Linked DNA regions of Mus musculus: region 2 is linked to region 1. Evidence: chromatin contacts called from public HiChIP or PLAC-seq data. All regions are on one chromosome and are shown on one strand. Each heading gives the region's core, a stretch centred on a gene start, on an enhancer-like site or on the middle of the called end of the contact. The rest is flanking DNA. Distances are from core to core; before and after follow the strand shown. Region 1 has its middle 12 kb from the start of Gm39490. Region 2 holds the start of Cbr2 (carbonyl reductase 2).

Evidence for each region. HiChIP or PLAC-seq counts read pairs in DNA pulled down with a chosen protein or histone mark.
Region 2: a contact with region 1 is called in an H3K27ac HiChIP or PLAC-seq map of microglia, with 5 times the contacts expected there. The contact joins the promoter of Cbr2 here to the enhancer-like site in region 1. A contact is called at or near these places in 12 of 39 promoter capture datasets (the 3T3-L1 cell line, 3T3-L1-derived adipocytes, the C10 cell line and 8 more), 2 of 15 datasets of contacts at CTCF or cohesin (CD8 T cells and embryonic stem cells), 4 of 484 Hi-C or Micro-C datasets (the G1E-ER4 cell line, cerebral cortex, embryonic stem cells and 1 more), 10 of 115 datasets of contacts at active chromatin or transcription factors (bone marrow-derived macrophages, craniofacial prominence, embryonic hindbrain and 7 more) and 2 of 9 other capture datasets (adipose tissue and liver).

What each region holds. Positions count from the first base shown.
Region 1 is chr11:120,515,780-120,520,757 of GRCm38.p6, forward strand. No RefSeq gene overlaps it. Among named protein-coding and RNA genes, the nearest start is that of Gm39490, 12 kb to the left of the region's middle. Within about 2 kb of position 2,537, at least 105 of the 459 cell types and tissues checked have an H3K27ac peak or open chromatin away from gene starts, as enhancers often do. A contact at or near this core is called in adipose tissue, bone marrow-derived macrophages, cerebral cortex and 4 more, where this site is marked.
Region 2 is chr11:120,729,076-120,734,438 of GRCm38.p6, forward strand. Cbr2 (carbonyl reductase 2) reads right to left here and starts at 2,946. Exons shown (of 8, transcript NM_007621.2): 1 at 2,846-2,946; 2 at 1,931-2,028; 3 at 1,670-1,824; 4 at 1,543-1,585; 5 at 1,349-1,448; 6 at 1,182-1,246; 7 at 840-957; 8 at 410-750. The coding sequence starts at 2,897. The coding sequence ends at 647.

The DNA.
Region 1 (4,978 bases), core at 1,287-3,786:
CTGGTCAGGGTAGATGAGGTGTAGACCAAGAAAGGGTGCGGCCTGGACTCCTAGAGGTGCCATGCTAGCTAGAGTGGACGTGGCAGTCCAGGGTCCAGGGTGAAATAGGAGCCCAACCCCAGGAGGGGACTCAACATTCAGCCTGCGCTGGCAGAACACAGCCTGTCACTGTAGGCAGGCGGAAAGTCGGCAAAGCGTTTTCAGGGTTTGGTTGGGATCATTTAGCAGTGTGGAAATACAAAAGGACAAACCTTTGGGGCAACAGGGGATGTGAACATAGTAAGTTCTAGGCAGCTGGGGCTCCAGCGGTCTCCAAAGTGGGGGAACCCTCTCAGGCATATAGACCCAGAGGAGGATCGGCTGACTAGAAAGCAGGAGTGTGGGCCAGGTCTGCCTTTGGGATCTAGAATGGTGTATGGGTGACCGGGTGTAGTGTTACCTGCACGGGGCCTCATGTACGTTTAGGGTAGGTTTCTCCGGCATCACTAGCATCCACACCAGATGGGTCTGGTGTGAGCACCAGGGTGACTCTAGGCTGAGAGGAGGCAGAAGACAGAGGGGCCTTTGTGCTGGCTAGTTTTTGTAAACTTGATACAAACTAGTATCACCTGGGAAGAAAGACCCTCAACCGGGGTGTTTCCTCCATCAGAATGGCCTGTGGACAAACCTGTGTGGTATTGTTTTCCTGACTGCTAGGAGGTCCAACCCACTGTGGGTGGTCCATCCTTGAGCAGGTGAGGCTGGGCTGTATAAGAAGCTACCTTGGGGTGGGTGAGTGAGCCAGTAAGCAGCCCTTCTCCATGGCTTCTGCTCCAGGCCATTTCTGAAGCCCCTTCTGTCTTGGCTTCCCTCCATGAACGTCTCCAATCTGTAAAATGAAATAAAGCCTCACTGCCGAAGTTGCTTTTGGTCATGGTGTTTATCACAGTGACAGAAAAGCAAACTTGAACAGCCACCCTTGAGGGCTTCCAGAGGCTGACATGGGACCCCCGTTGGGACCAGTGGACAGGGGTACAGGAATCTCAGCAGACTGCAATGTGGAAAAGAGGGAATTGTTTTGGGGGTGTGACCGTCCAGTTCAGGTAGCATGCCGAGGGCAGTAGAGTGAGAATCTGAAGCAAAAAAGGGGCTGTTGAGCCTTAGTCTACCTGCCCGGTCCACCCACACACATGATCCCACCTCACCGTTGCATCTCTGGGCATCTAGCAGTTTTTCCCGGAAGGGTCTGTGGATCCCACACACCTATTTATTTATTTATTTATTTCTCTCTCTCTCTCTTTTTTTTTTTTTTTTTTTTTTTTTTTTGGTTTTTCAAGACAGGGTTTCTCTGTGTAGCCCTGGCTGTCCTGGAACTCACTCTGAGTGGACTAAGAACATCTATCATGTGCATGCACTGCCATCCATGGCTGGTATCAGCTGCAGTGCATGACCAGGTCTCAGGGCACACCTGCACTCGTGGTCACTGTGAAGCTCAGAGCCCCCACCCAAAGGACCAACTCAGACTCCTGGCAGGATTAGCAGGATGGCAGGCCCTGTCTCTCCTCCTGTTAAAGCTCGGAGTCTCTTCAGTGCAGGTCACCATTCGGACCTATTATGTGTTTCCAGGGGGCTGAATACCTACTCACAGTCTCCCGTGGCCCACATTCCTTCCTTGGGATGACCAGGGCAGAGATGTCCTAGCAACAGCACCCAAGTGTTGGGATTTCCTTTTAAAGATTTATTTATTTATTTTATGTATATAAGTACACTGTAGCTGTCCAGATGGTTGTGAGCCTTCATGTGGTTGTTGGGTATTGAATTTAGGACCTCTGCTCGCTCCTGTCAACCTCACTCGATGCGGTCAGCCCCACTTGCTCCGCCCCAAAGATTTATTATAATAATAATAATCTTATTATTATACATATTGTAATACAATATTATAAATATTTTAATTATTATAAATAAGTACACTGTAGCTGTCTTCAGACGCACCAGAAAAGGGCATCAGATCTCTCATTATGGGTGGTTGTGAGCCACCATGTGGTTGCTGGGATTTGAACTCAGGACCTTCAGGAGAGCAGTCAATGCTCTTATCCACTGAGCCATCTCGCCAGTCCCAAGAAGTGTTGTTTTTAAAAAAACAAAAAACAAAAAACCCCCCAAAACTCTAGTCATTCAATTTTACCAAAGAAGACTCAGGAGCCAGACACCAGGGTGAAAACCTGCTGGCTCAGGGAGCTACATCACAACAAGGTTTTTTTTTTCTTCACAGTCTGATCACAGATCCTGTGATACAGAAGAACATTGTCTGCCTCACTGTCTCCAGCCTGCAGCCCGCCTGAGGATCTTCCCAACACCTCCAAGGCCTGAAGCAGAGCCTGAGGAACCTCCTGGGAACATTTCCCTGGATCCACCCCCATCGCTGGCGAGACAGTTGGACAGCTTGTGTTTGCACATTCGGCCCCCACAGCTAGGCTTCCTTAGGTCCACCCACTTCCCCCTCCTGCCTTATAGTCCCTGGGAGTTCCCAGCCTAATTGAGTCAGCAGAAGTGTGTGTGACTACAACTGGCCTACTCTTGTGCAACTTGGAACTTGGAACTCCTCCTGAGGTAGGGAGCCCCGGCTCTGAACAAGACTTTTCTGAAGCCTCATACTGTTTAGCGATGTGTTTCTATACATTTCTATGGCCAGTGTCACAGTTCCCTGTGTAGGCCAGGTGAGTGTGTTACCATGGAAGTGCACATTCTATGCTTTACACACACACCCACAAAAACTAACATCTACAGCTCCAACCTTCATCCTCCAAGGCTCAGCGGACAGAAGAGAAGGCAAAAGGAATGTAAGACGGAGACAGAGGAGCACCGTGAACAGCCATCTTCTGAACAAGGCACAGAAGCTGCACTTATGAGGTCACGACGACAGCTGTGGCTGCCTGCACAAGGTCTTCACAAATCAGAGAGGCCCCACCCTTCACTGGGGCTCTATTATGGCTACGGGTGAAGAGAGTTGATATTCTTGGGGTGTGGCTGTTGGCAGGTTGCCCATGCTTCACTGGAGGGCTGAGTACCTATGTGCACATATGTAGCTCTGATTGGATTCAGTGAAGGGATGAAGGAGGAGGGGGATGTGTTGGGGAGGGGAGGGAAGATAGGAAGTGTCACTATCATTAAGACACACTGCTTAACTGTGTGTCAAAATACAGGAAAAAAAAACACTTTAATTGAGTCAGCACGATAAGATTGCAGGTGTAAAGGTGCCCACGTGGTGGGAACTGACTCCTACAAGACACACATTCACACCCACACACAAAAATAAACACATGTAATTAAAAATTGTTTTCCAGGGGGGTGGATCTGGGAGGAGATAGAGGAAGGAGTGGACATTAATACAATCAAAATAGATTATATGAAATTCTGAAAAGAATTAATATAACTATTATAATACACACACACACACACTTATATTTTCTAAGACAGGATAGCCCTGGCTGTCCTGGAACTCACTATGTAGAGCAGACTGGCCTTAATTTCAGAGATCTGCCTGCCTCTGCCTCCCAAGTTCTGGGATTAAAGGTGTGTGCCGTTAACACCTGGCTAAATATTATGTTTTAAATATCTTACAAAAAAATAACTAGCCAGTCATGGTGACATATCCCAGCACTCAGGAGGCAGAGGCAATCCAGTCTCTGTAAATTCAAGGTTGGTCTGTTCTATAAACTGAGTTCCAGAATAGCCAGGGCTACTGTCACAAAACAAAACAGAACAAAACAAAACAAAACCCTATACTTCTAGGTGGGATTATGGCTCACAGCTGTTATCCCAGCACTTGAGAGGCTGCGGCAGGAGGATTGCTGTAATTTTAAAGGTACCTTAGTCTATAAAGTGAGACCTTGTTTCAACAAAACAAAAAGTATCAGCCAGAAGCTAGAGAGATGGCTCAGTCATTAAGTCTGGGGTAGATGGATCAAGTCTTTGCCTGACTTAGACCCTGCCTCAAGCAAACAAACCCCTGACAAAATCTCCAGTTGTGCAGCCCTAAACATATTCACATTGTTGAGTAATTCTCACCAAATGAAACTCAGTCCCCATGAAACATCACTACCTCGCTGTGGGCTCCGGCCACCTCCCTTCTACTTCCTGTCTGTGACTGCCCGCTCCAGGCTCCCTCCCTTCAGGCCAATTATGCTTCATGATGTCATACACTCCTGGGCTTACCACCCGCCAGCCACGGACACTGGGGCTTCATGGACTGCCAGCGCTTGTGAGCCGGGCTGCTGTGAATGTGTGTCCACAAATCACTTATATCCCTGTTCTTTATTCTCTGTCGCTGTGTGGCTGTCCCAACCCCATCAGCAGCGAGTGTTGGGGTCTGGAAGGGCTCTGAAGAACAGCAACAGAATCCTTTAGGGTTGCAGTTAGCACAGAGCAATGGTTCATTTTCATGATCACCCTAATTGGATTCAGAGATGTCTAGAGGCTGGAGAGACACTCTGTCTTTGAGAGCACTCACTGCTCTCCTAGTGGCCTCCAAAAAGATCCCAGCACCCACAGGGCAGGTCACTGTCAGTGAATTTACATCGGTTCCGGGGAGAGCCTATGGAGGGCTTCAACTCCTTGGTATCGCCCCACTTTCTGAGAGTTGTAACAGAACTTCCTGTGACTGCTTTGGACAGATCGCCACCACCTCTAGGCCTTTAGGGACCCGTAGGTGGGGACTCTTGCCTCCTGCTGTGACAGTCCAGCACAGGAAGGACAGACCCCACTACCCACCCACTTTAGCTGAGGGCTCTGAGGCAAGAGTCAGTTGTCTGAGCTCTCTTCGTTCCCACTGACCTCTCATAGGACGAGCCTGACCTGCCCAGCTCGGAGAGGACTTCAGGGCTAAGAATAAGGGAGTCCCTCGTGCCTGGGCCCAGGGCACCTGAGATGGTGGAGTTGCTCCCGGGGACTCGTAGGCTGGGTCGATCTCAGGAAGTGACAGTGTCTGGGATAGTCTAGG
Region 2 (5,363 bases), core at 1,696-4,195, 210 kb after region 1:
TGAACCAGGCAAGGGAAGTGGGCTCCCCGGAGTGGGAGGCGCGATTCCGATCCCCACCCAACGGCTCCTCTCCTTCTGCACAAAGAGAACACAGGTTTAGGAGTGTCCTAGTCCAGAATGCCTCCCGTCTCCTTCCCCTGATTGCCAGGCCAGGGTCAGAGCACCAGGAGGCACCGAATCCAGTAATGGAACGGTGCGGGTACTAGGGAAAAGGGCACAACTATACAGACCCCTTCTTTTCAGAAAAACACTGCCCTTTGATATCGTTGATCACAAGACTCAGTAGGTATTGGAGGAGAGCTGGCTTTGAGGTAAAATGCCTGCAGCGGGACTTGATTCAGGGTCCAGCTTTACAACGCCCCTCCCAACCCCATCCCACCCCGCCCACAAGAAGTCCTGTGCAATGGCAATAGTTAAAGGTAACGCGGTGGCCCGTTTATTTAGGCAAATGAGCCCAACAAAGTGGACAAAGAGAACAAGGTCTGCGCCTGGAGTGGTTGTGGGATCGACAGTAACATGGGGGTGGAACTGTGAGCTGCGTGGTGGGCGTGGCTGTAGCATGAGGGCGGAGTCACGAGATCAGTAAATGCTTTGGCTGAGGGTGGGGCTAAGAAGGCCACTCAGATGTCCGCGGCAACTGAGCAGACTAGGAGGCCAGGTAGCCAGCATCCACCAGGATGCCACCGCCACTGGTAGAGGCACTTCTGTCGCTGAGCAGGAAGAGGATGCTGTTGACGACGTCTTCAACCTCTGCAGGAGAACAGACCAGTCAAGGCTCTCTCCCTTGCTTGGCTGCTGGCAAACCACATAGTTCCCCTCACCCACTGTCCCCAGCTGACCTGCGAACTTCCTCAGTGGGTGGCGCTCCTTGAGCTTCCTGGCAAACTCAGGGTCTGCAGAGACTTTCTTGCCCATGTCAGTCAGCACCACAGTGGGGTTTACGGAGTTTACCCGGATCTGGGGCCAGAAGCCACAGCTGGTGGCACAGCTGAGGAAGGAGCCCTACCTGCCCAGCTCAGGACTCGCCGCCCCAGGACCGGCCTGATGAGCTTGCTTACTCTGTCCAGATGAACCCTGAGCCCAGTGCTCAGAGCCTTCTATAGTCCTCACCCTCAACCCCCAGCCCTGCCCCAGGTGCCCATCGCCTGTCCCTCAGGTGTGGCCCGGCCCCCTGTGCCTACCTTGTGTGGCCCTAGTTCCATGGCCATGGCTTTGGTCAGCATAGTCATCGCTCCCTTGGTGGAGCCTGTTGGGGGATGGGGAGTGCTGAGGACCCTTTAATTACACTTTCTGTGAGGCTCACCAAAAACTGAACACTCCTATCGTCTTTTTTGGAGGGTGCACTCACTGTAGGTGATCAAGTTAGGAAAGGTGACATGGGCCACCATGCTGGAGACATTGACAATGGACCCTGGCACGCCACGGTTAATCATGTCCCTGGCTACCATCTGGAAGAAAGGGTTGCAGGTAGGTCATCCTGCGTGTCCCTACCCCACCCACTCCATTGTTGCTGTATGGGCCACAGCCCTCCTGCCATCTCACCTGGGATACCTGAAACACAGAGCGAAGATTTACACTGAAGGACCTGGCAGGAAAAGAACAATACATGGCCTCTACACCTTGTCTTCAGCGACCCTCCCTGGCCTGCCTGCTCTCTCCAGGTGCCCACCTGTCAAAGGCTTCCTTGGTAACTTCCAGGAAGGGCTGCATTATAACCAGCGCTGCATTGTTCACCAGTAAGTCCACAGGGCCGATACCGCCCAGCGCCTTCTCTGTGGCATCCCAGTCACCCAGGTCCACACACACGGGCTCTATTCCGGGACACTGTGGGGGACATTGTTTGGTGGCCTGAGGCACTGTTCCAGACACCTTCTGATGTATCCCTGAGTGTGGGGAGCAGGCCCAGGTAAGGCAGGGCTGTGTGCCTTACCTCTTTGGCAAGGCTGACCAGGTCTGAGTTGGTCCGAGTCACCGCCACCACTTTGGCTCCTGAGGCGTGCAGGGCCTTCACAGTGTCCCGTCCAATCCCTGTAGGAGAATGGTGGGACAAGGGCCCTACATGCCTAGTCACAGCTAGGGTCAGGATCCCAGGTGGAAATAAAGACTCTAGAGGATGGCTGGCTCCTCATGAGCCCTGGGAAGCCTGCCTCTGGTGCCTGACTGCCCAGCCTGGATCTAGGAGCTACCCTGTAGCCAACCTAAACCCATCCATCCATCAGGGGTACTGTGGCCAGAATGGGGTTGTCATTCTATCCTGGTGGGTTTCCAGCCAGGTGACAGAAGTCCTAGTCAGTGGGAGCCAGGTTTTGAAGGACTGAGCTGTGACAAGGTCACCTTGGACCCCTATTCAGTGTTGAAGTTGTCCCCTTCCTCTCCCCAGTACACATCTCACACTCTTCCCTGCTCACACTCACCCCACTTCCCTGATCACACTCACCTCACTTCCCTGTTCACACTCACCTCACTTCCCTGTTCACACTCACCTCACTTCCCTGCTCACACTTACCTCACTTCACTGCTCACGCTCACCTTTCCCTGCTCACACCTCACTTCACTGCTCACACTCACCCCACTTCCCTGCTCACACTCACCTCACTGCACTGCTCACACTTACCCCACTTCCTTGCTCACAATCACCTCACTTCCTTGCTCACATTCATCTCACTTCCTAGCTCACACCCTCTTTCCCTGTTCACACTCACCTTTTCCTGCTCACACTCACTTCCCTCCTCACACTCACTTCCCCACTCATACCTCACTTCCTTGCTCACACTCACCTCACTTCTCGGCTCACACTCACCTCATTCCCCTGCTCACACTCATCCCCTTCCCCGCTCACACTCACCTTTCCCTGCCCCTGTCACCAGGGCCCTCAGGCCACTGAAATTCAGCTTCATGCTGCTGACACCAGCTTCTTCCGAAGCAAGAGATGGGCTCAGCTTTTATGGCTGGGCAGCAGGCGGGGCAGGGGTGGGTGGGGCTAGGAGCCAACAGGCCTGGACAGGGTGGCATGACCCGCTTCCTCCAAGGGTAGCTCTCACTCCCCAAATATGGCATCCAACTGCTTGTTAGGACTTGAAGAAAAAATAAGAAATTGAGCACACACATGCCTGTGAGAGGGACTGACAGAGGTGGAGCTGTGAAACCGGAGACCTGGGAAGGAAATTGTGTTTTCTTTGGGCTGGTGCCTGGTCTTGAGCCCTAATGGCATGCAAGGCAAACCTTGTACCACTGGGCCACACTCCTAATCTAGGAGAATAGACATTTTGATTTGCCTTCTTTGCACAGAAGCATAAGCCGGTAACGGTTTTAATGGAAGGGAAGCTGCACTTTCCAGTCAGGTGGGGGTGCTCCAGCCTGACCGCTGCGCACATGGATGTGACAGTGGCCAGCCACTCAGCATTGGCAGTTCCCGGAGTTAATCCAGCACCCTGGTTTGGCTGTGTTCCTGGGTAAGGGCAGACACTCAGTGAACAAGAATAATATCTGATTCCCAGGCTGGCTAGGGCAGGTGGCTTAGACTGCTTAAGACAAGTCTCTTCCCACCCAACCCCTACCCCAGCATTCCTGAAGTCTGCTACTCTCTTTACCCGCTTCTCCCAAGTGACCTCCACCTGCTCCAAAGACTCTGCCTTTGGTGACCACACTGAGGCACTCTGAGGTAGACCTCCCTTTCTCAGAGCAGATGGATGGACCCTTGGGGGAAGTTTTGTAAAACAACCAGAGCATTAAATGTCCATTCTGATTCTGTGTCTAGGAAGTTGTCTAAGGCCGTGCCAAGCCCTTCCTGATCTTGTGTGACAGAATCCATGAACGGGACACTTCCTTCCAGGGGAGTCGTGGCAGGGCACAAGGCAGGAGGTCTGAATGCACAGAGCATTCCAGGGAGAGCCCCAGGAGAAGGAGTGCTCCAGCTCCCTACCGCTGCCAGGCTCCACACTGAGACTGAGTGGCCCTCAGAAAGAGGACAGACATGTTTTTGGTGGTACTCAGCACTAGGTAGGCCAGGCTAGACAGCTCTTGAGCTGCCAAGGTTTTGACGGCTCCTGCTTTTCATTGCTCCATAGGGAAGCTGGGTTACAAACGTGTGTGGGTTCTTGGTGCCTGCATCAAGGCCCTCGGTGGAACCATCATGGCTCAGGATTATGGAGGGAGGGTCAAGGAGAGATTCAACCATGAATATCTCAGATGAAGACCACAGGAGTTAGCTCTCTCTTCCCTCCCAACCTGGAGCCATAAAATCCACTGCCCTCTGTCAACCCCAATAAGGTTTCACTCCTTGTTTGATCTTATAAGGTGTGTACACACACATATTCACAAGCAAGCACACACACGCTCTCTCTCTCTCTCTCTCTCTCTCTCTCTCTCTCTCTCTCTCTCTCTCGCACACACACACACAACTCTACAAGCCCCTGAGTATGCAGATGCAGTACCTTCCAACACCCCCGTCCTGGCCAATGGTGCACACACCTTGCCCCAGAGACCCTGGCCACCTCCCATGGGGATAAATCTCTCCCTTTCCCTCAATAAACCGAATCAGTTCCCCAAGGCTGTTCCCTGGTGTGTTCTTTTCCTGAGTACTCATCGCAGACCAAGATCCTGCATTGAGCCCAGCCACACCCTCCTAAACTTCCCTCCCTCCAGCCCAGCTTGGCAGCGAGCCTGACTACCCTGAGGGAGAAGCAGACATGGGTGGCAGCCTTCGTGCTTGCATAGTAAGCATTTCATCACTGAGCCGTTTCCTTGGCCCTGATTTTTCTTTTTGTTCAGCTAAAATTTAGGAGAAACTTAGGAGGAACCAGCAATGTCATCAAGTCACATTGGCTTAGTCTTACCCTGCCCCTCAGGACAAGGTTTCTCTGTGTAGCCCTGGCTGCCCTGGAACTCACTCTGTAGACCAGGCTGGTCTCAAACTCAGAGATCTGCCTGCCTCTGCATCCCAAGTGCTGGGATTAAAGGCGTGCACCACCGCCTGGCTAAAACATTTTATTATAAAAGTAATGCTAGTAAGAACTAAAACATAGACAAAGACATCTTCTCACTGCCCAGTTATCCTGCTAAGACCACGGTTAGTAACTATTCACTGTCTACTTTGATATCTTTGCAGATATGACCACATTCGTAGAGTCTGTGTCTTACCATTTTTATATCATTTTCTTCCTTTTTTACAATACCAACCATTAACTTTTAGTAACTACATGATGTACCATTTACAGATATTGTTTTGCTCATTACCTCAACCAGGGGGTTGTAAATAATGGTCCTATATTTGTAAATTAAGTTGTACTTGAACACGGTCACGCCTGTGTGTTTATGTGACTGTAGCCATTTTCATGTCACCAACAACAGAGTTGGTAAATTAA